Linked DNA regions of Mus musculus: region 1 is linked to region 2. The links are chromatin contacts, called in public Hi-C maps. All regions are on one chromosome and are shown on one strand. The core of a region is the stretch at or near the end of the contact, and the rest is flanking DNA. Distances in the headings are between cores, read along the strand shown.

What was found. Hi-C and Micro-C count contacts between places; a contact is called where the count stands out from the background.
Region 1: a Hi-C map of uterus shows a contact between it and region 2, with 2.9 times the contacts expected there. The contact joins two enhancer-like sites. A contact is called at or near these places in 10 of 15 datasets of contacts at CTCF or cohesin (CD8 T cells, the G1E-ER4 cell line, the NIH/3T3 cell line and 6 more), 228 of 484 Hi-C or Micro-C datasets (3T3-L1-derived adipocytes, the AML12 cell line, the AtT-20 cell line and 122 more), 48 of 115 datasets of contacts at active chromatin or transcription factors (the HPC-7 cell line, the NIH/3T3 cell line, PVALB interneurons and 34 more) and 4 of 9 other capture datasets (adipose tissue, embryonic stem cells, liver and 1 more).

Annotation. Positions count from the first base shown.
Region 1 is chr7:66,649,657-66,652,356 of GRCm38.p6, reverse strand. All of the region lies in intron 5 of Asb7 (ankyrin repeat and SOCS box-containing 7), which reads left to right. Among named protein-coding and RNA genes, the nearest start is that of Asb7, 39 kb to the left of the region's middle. Within about 2 kb of position 1,271, at least 47 of the 459 cell types and tissues checked have an H3K27ac peak or open chromatin away from gene starts, as enhancers often do. A contact at or near this core is called in uterus, where this site is marked.
Region 2 is chr7:66,441,404-66,444,103 of GRCm38.p6, reverse strand. No RefSeq gene overlaps it. Among named protein-coding and RNA genes, the nearest start is that of Gm33515, 14 kb to the right of the region's middle. Within about 2 kb of position 1,368, at least 30 of the 459 cell types and tissues checked have an H3K27ac peak or open chromatin away from gene starts, as enhancers often do. A contact at or near this core is called in uterus, where this site is marked.

The DNA.
Region 1 (2,700 bases), core at 22-2,521, 210 kb before region 2:
AAGCCCACCTCCAGTGACATACTTCCTCCAGCAAGGCCACACCTCCTAAGGCACCCCAAAGAGTGCCACCCACTGGAGACCAAGCATTTCTGTGCCCAAGATTATGGAGGGCGTCTCATTCAGACCACCAGTGCTCAGCCACCTGAGGAAAATGTAACCAATAAATTTATGCCAGAAAGCTGATACTGTATGTTTGAACTGTAAGTCAATACTGCCATTTTTATTTTAAGGGAGCTAGAACCGGCCATTGGACCTACAAAGCAAGAGTTGTTTACCCCACTTTATACTTAGTCCCAGTGAGAGGACTTTAGAAGCAAGAGCAAAAAGAATACTGTGTCATTGGCTAGATGTGGCAGGGCATGCCTTTAACCCAGCACACAGAAGGCAAAGGCAAGTGGATCTCTGTGAAGTGTAGGCCAACCTGGTACAATAAGTTCCAGGTCAGCTGGGGCGACATAATGAGACCTTGTCTCAAAAATAAAAAGTCAAATTTTAAAATGGGAGCTGGAATTAAACAGAAATATTAGGAGACCATCCTGGATGCTGGCAGAGATGAAGAGGCCCTCTAGGGAATGACAGACCCTGAAGCAGTCTGGAGGAGGGCAGCAAGCGCCCTCGGTTTCTTGGCCTACTCCCCTCTGTATCACTGTCCCCCTCTACAGCGAAGCCTAGGACTTCATCTTCTGTGTGGTTACCCTTGACTGTTTCAGATGTTTGGTCTTCGTCTACCTTTATGAGTAATTAGTATGCTTTAAAGATTTATTTTTAATTATGGATGGGTGTCTGTGTACATGAGTACAGGTGTCTACAAAGCCCGGAGGCGTTAGAGCCTCTGGAACTGGAGTGATCAGTGGTGGTGAGCAGCTGGCATGGGTGCTGGAAATTGGAAGACCACCTCACACCCTTTTAGCAGCTGAGTCATCTTTCTAGTGCCCAAGTGTAGATATCTTTATCCTAAGAAATCAGTTAGGCCTCCCTCACGAAAGCCACAAGGTGTGTGTAGAGGTGGGGAGGCCTTTGGGACAGGTACTTTTCTAAGTTATCCCCTCAGGCTTCCTCTTGATTCTAAACTGGGACGGTCAGCAGCAGATTTCCTATTTTGTGCCAGCCTGGTTATTAATAATGATAGGCTTCTCCACACTAGGAAAGATTAACTCTTTGAACTATTGTGTAATCCCATTGGCATTCATTAGTCTGAAGACCTTGTAGTTCCTGCTGCATCCTCCAGTGTTTATGAGTCCATAAATTACAGTCTGTGGGGAGCTGGCCTCAGCCTCCCTGTTACAGCCCACTGTGGAGCAGCACTTCCTCGCTGCCTGTGATGCCTAGTGGGTGGTGTGTGCAGGTCTGCTGATTGTCCCTCCTCTTGTCGTCTGTGTCCTCTTCTCTGCTCCTCCTTCCTTCTCTTCTTTGTAAGAAGAGAAGCATGGTAAGCATGCAGTGGGTTCTCAGGCGATGCTTTCCTGTGGTCCGTTGACAAGAAATAAATATTAATCTTGTAATCATGATCTCCTAGTCCCAAGATGCTGTCCCTGCAGAAGGATTCCCGAGATGTGTGTGGAGGCACAGTAGCCCTGAGTGCCCTTACTGCCCTTTGCCAGTAGCCTGCTGTTGCCTCCGCATGCTGACAAGCCAACGGAGTTCACTTCTTGGTGTGCGCAGGGAGGTAGTGACACCCACTCCCTGCCACCGTGTGTCCTTTTACACAGCAAAAGTCTTCATATTCAGCCCTTTGAAGTCATAACAGTGGCTTCCAGCAGTTTGCCAACTGTTCCCTGCTAGTGGCTACTACTTGCCCCTTTCCAGCCTTGCTTTCTTACCATCTTTCCACATGAAGATGAAGACCACTTTCCAAGAATGGCCTTCTTGTTTCCTGAAAATGAGAAGAACTATCCCTATAAGTGTTTAGCAACTAATATTTTTAGAATTTGCTTTCTGGTTATTTCCGGTTTGCCTTACACTGGTCTTACCACTTTGCCACAGTGAATGTTTTTACTTCTTATACAACCTTTGAGGTAGGTGTTGTTATGAAGAAACTAAGGCACCAGGCTAAACACCTTGGCGAGGACCATGTGGGTTGTGAGTGACTAGGAGCCAAGCATGTGTCCTGACTCCAGGATTGTTGAGTTTAACCACTACAGTATGCCCTTACCATTCAAGGCAGCTCTGCAGTAAGGAGTTACATGTGGTTAAAAAGAGCTTTAAAAGACCACATTCTTCCAAAATATTAAAGGATGTCATTCATGGCATGTCGCTAAAGGAGAAACAAAGGAAAAATTAGAAACTGAGAAAAGCATTCCAATATGCGTTGGCCTAGGACCTCCACTGAACAGAGCATTCCAGAACATGTAGACTCCCAGTGGCCACAGCACTACCTCACCAGCCCCTGGGTGAGTGAACTATTTTGCCAGAGAATCCCCCGTCAAGCCTCCCCTGAAACACTGCAAACAAATAAGGAACTTAATGGAATGTTGTCTTAAATGCTTTGGTGCTGGGTAAACTCAGTTAAGCACTAATGGTGCAGGTATCTCTGACAGTGTATGATGGAGAGAGAGCCTGAGCTCTCCTGCCCTGAGGCTCCTAGGAGACCATGGGTGAGGTACTGATGGAGAGCAGCAGCGGTCTCACCCAGGCCTTCTAGAGTCTTTTCTTCTTCCTTCCTGTTTTGGAGTTGAATCTGATGAGGTCTTGCGCTCACTA
Region 2 (2,700 bases), core at 119-2,618:
GCCCAGTCCCATTGTCTCTGGAAGCTTGCTAGAAGTGATTGCAACTAGAAGAAGATTCCCATCGTCTACACCCGACGTCCTCACACTTATCTCACCTCCGGACTGTGTTCTGAACTGAATGTGGCTGGAGAGCCCCAGATCAGCAGCATGGGACTGGTCCAAAAGAGTGGTGAGGAAGACATGAGAGACAGATGGGGGTCTGTGCTGAGCGTTGGGTACGAACAGGGAACTTGTCCTGAACGCTATGCCTCTGCATCCCACTTGAAGTACCTACGAGGGCTTCTGCAGCATAGCTGTCTGGAATATTCAAGAGCAAGACCTTGGACCCTCTTCTCACTGGTAGGGAGGCCAGCATGTGGATAATCCACCACAGTCAAGACAGATATTTCAATGGTAGGGTTAAGGAAGAGGGAAGGGAAAGTTTGGTGCAGAGGATGGAAGATTCCTGAGAGAACTCTGGCCCTCAGTGGATCCAGGGTCCATAGGAAGGATGATGGAGCACAGCAAGGTGGTAACTTCACTGAGGCATCACCGTAATATCTCATCACAAAGGCTCTTGTACCTTCCTAGGCCTGGTGGAGCTGCCTAACTGTGGCATCCTTGGAAAAGTGTGGCTCCCATTCTGCCATGGCCTGCCGCCTCTTCCGGCCCTCTCCTGCTGCCGTGTGGCATTCAGGCTAGGCATCGGGGAACAGCCGCTGATGCATGGAAATTGGAGCCATCCTTTGGGGCCCCTAGAACTTAAGGTGTCTTGCAGAAGACAGAGATCATTGTTGGATAACAACAGGAGTGAACTGACGCGATAAGTATTTTCTAGTGTGTTTCTTTTTAACTGTAGATCTATTTTAAAAGGCTGACGTGCAAACCCAACCCGAGAATACCTTGGCTCTGGCTCAACTCGATGAAACTAAAAAATGATTTAGTGTCATGTCAGGCTGTTGCATAGTAAAGTGGTGCCATGCCTTCGAAGAAACCAGTTCAGATCCTGAAAAGGCCTTAGGCAAAGTTAAAGTTGTAACTCACATTTCAAGGGAGCAACTGTAAACACGTTCCCCAGTGTGTACAGCAGCCAGGACTCCTAATGACACTCCGTAAAGGCTCTTTGCCCCAGACTAGGGAGCTCTTGTTTTCTCCTCCCCTTCTCAAAGCGCATATTTTCTCAACAACATCTCAACATCCCAACCACACAGGGACGTTCCTGAGAAGGAAACATTTGAGGCTGCATTGGCTTGTGGAACTCGGCTGCATGCATGGTTCCTGGTTTACAAAGGCAATGATTTCACAGGAAACCTGAGTTTCTAACACTCAGGGTAGAGGGGGACAGGCAGGGAGCCTGTGTATACATGGGTATGGTCTCTCTCCAGCTGTGCAGCCACTGCGGAGGCCTCTCTGTATGGAGCCGCTAATGGACAATGCCTGGGCCCTGAGCCCACAGCAGATGTGCTGAGGAACCGAGCCAGGAAGGGCTGAGATGTAGCTGACAGAGGGACACAAAGGGCCTGAGAAGCCTAGCAAGGTAACCACAGGCGGAAACCTAGAGAAAAAAAAAAAAAGAAGAAGAAAGAAAGAAAAAAAGAAAGAAGACATTCCCACCATTCCCCAAAATGGGGCTAACATGATGCAGCCCTTTTCCTTGAAGTGGGCTTGGCAGGACTAGCTGTTGAAAGAAAAAAAAAAGAAGAAGAAGAAATCAGCATGTTTTACATTTGTCTGGCCTGCATATCTAGATGAGCTGGCTCCAGACCCCCTCACACACAACACTGATGTGGGAGAGGGGAACAAAGGGCACGGCGGACAGAGTGAAAGAGAGACGTTTGAAAATATTTCTCCCATGCAGTTATTAAATTGAGTTTGTAAGCAGGTAGTAGCCTTTAGGATCCTCCTGAAGTTCTCACATCTGCTGCTGGGGATGGGGGTGGGGAGGGCCTGCCTACACCTCTCAGAGACCACCTTCAGCTTTAAAATGGTCCAGTACCTCTGGTGTTGAGGGTTCCTGTTTCCTGATTCGTCTTATGGAGCCTCGGTCCCTTACTTCCTTCATCTTCTGCCTTTTGCCATAGAATTAGACAAGATCCCGGGATATCACAAGTCAGGGCCTGGGAGAGATTACCTGTGCACCGCTCTGAGTACGCACACAGGAGAAGCACCCGCTACCTGTGCGTATGACGGGGTCAGATCAGCCTGAACACCTGCCGCAGGTTCAGGGAAGGAGCTGCCACAGGATTAGACTCTGGGATGAGTCTTATTAGGGGAGGGCCTTGAGCTCACAGGGGCTGTGGCTGGGCCTTAAAGTGGGGGAGTGACTTAGGGAGATACAGCATCACATCACAATGGGGTCCCCAGAGGAAGAGAAGGAGAGGGCCTCCCCTTCAAAACCCAAGAGGAGCTGGGATAGGAGTCGGGACCCTGAGGGAGAGAAGCAGACCTTCAGGTCCAGAAAGGAGCTGCATTGAGAGACAGACACCATCCACTGCATGATGATGGAGTAAGAAAAGTACCTTCAACTCCCTGAAGAAAAACGTGGGAGAATAAAGAGGGTTTCTGGCTTTTGCTTTTAGAGGGGGTGAAATGGCAGAGGGATAACAGGGGGAGTTCCACACCACATGACCTAACCAGGCCTAGCCTACCTGCCCAGGGACATGGATCCAGGCATTAGATAGCACCCTAAACTCATCTTATGGTTACAAGGGGGTTGGGGTA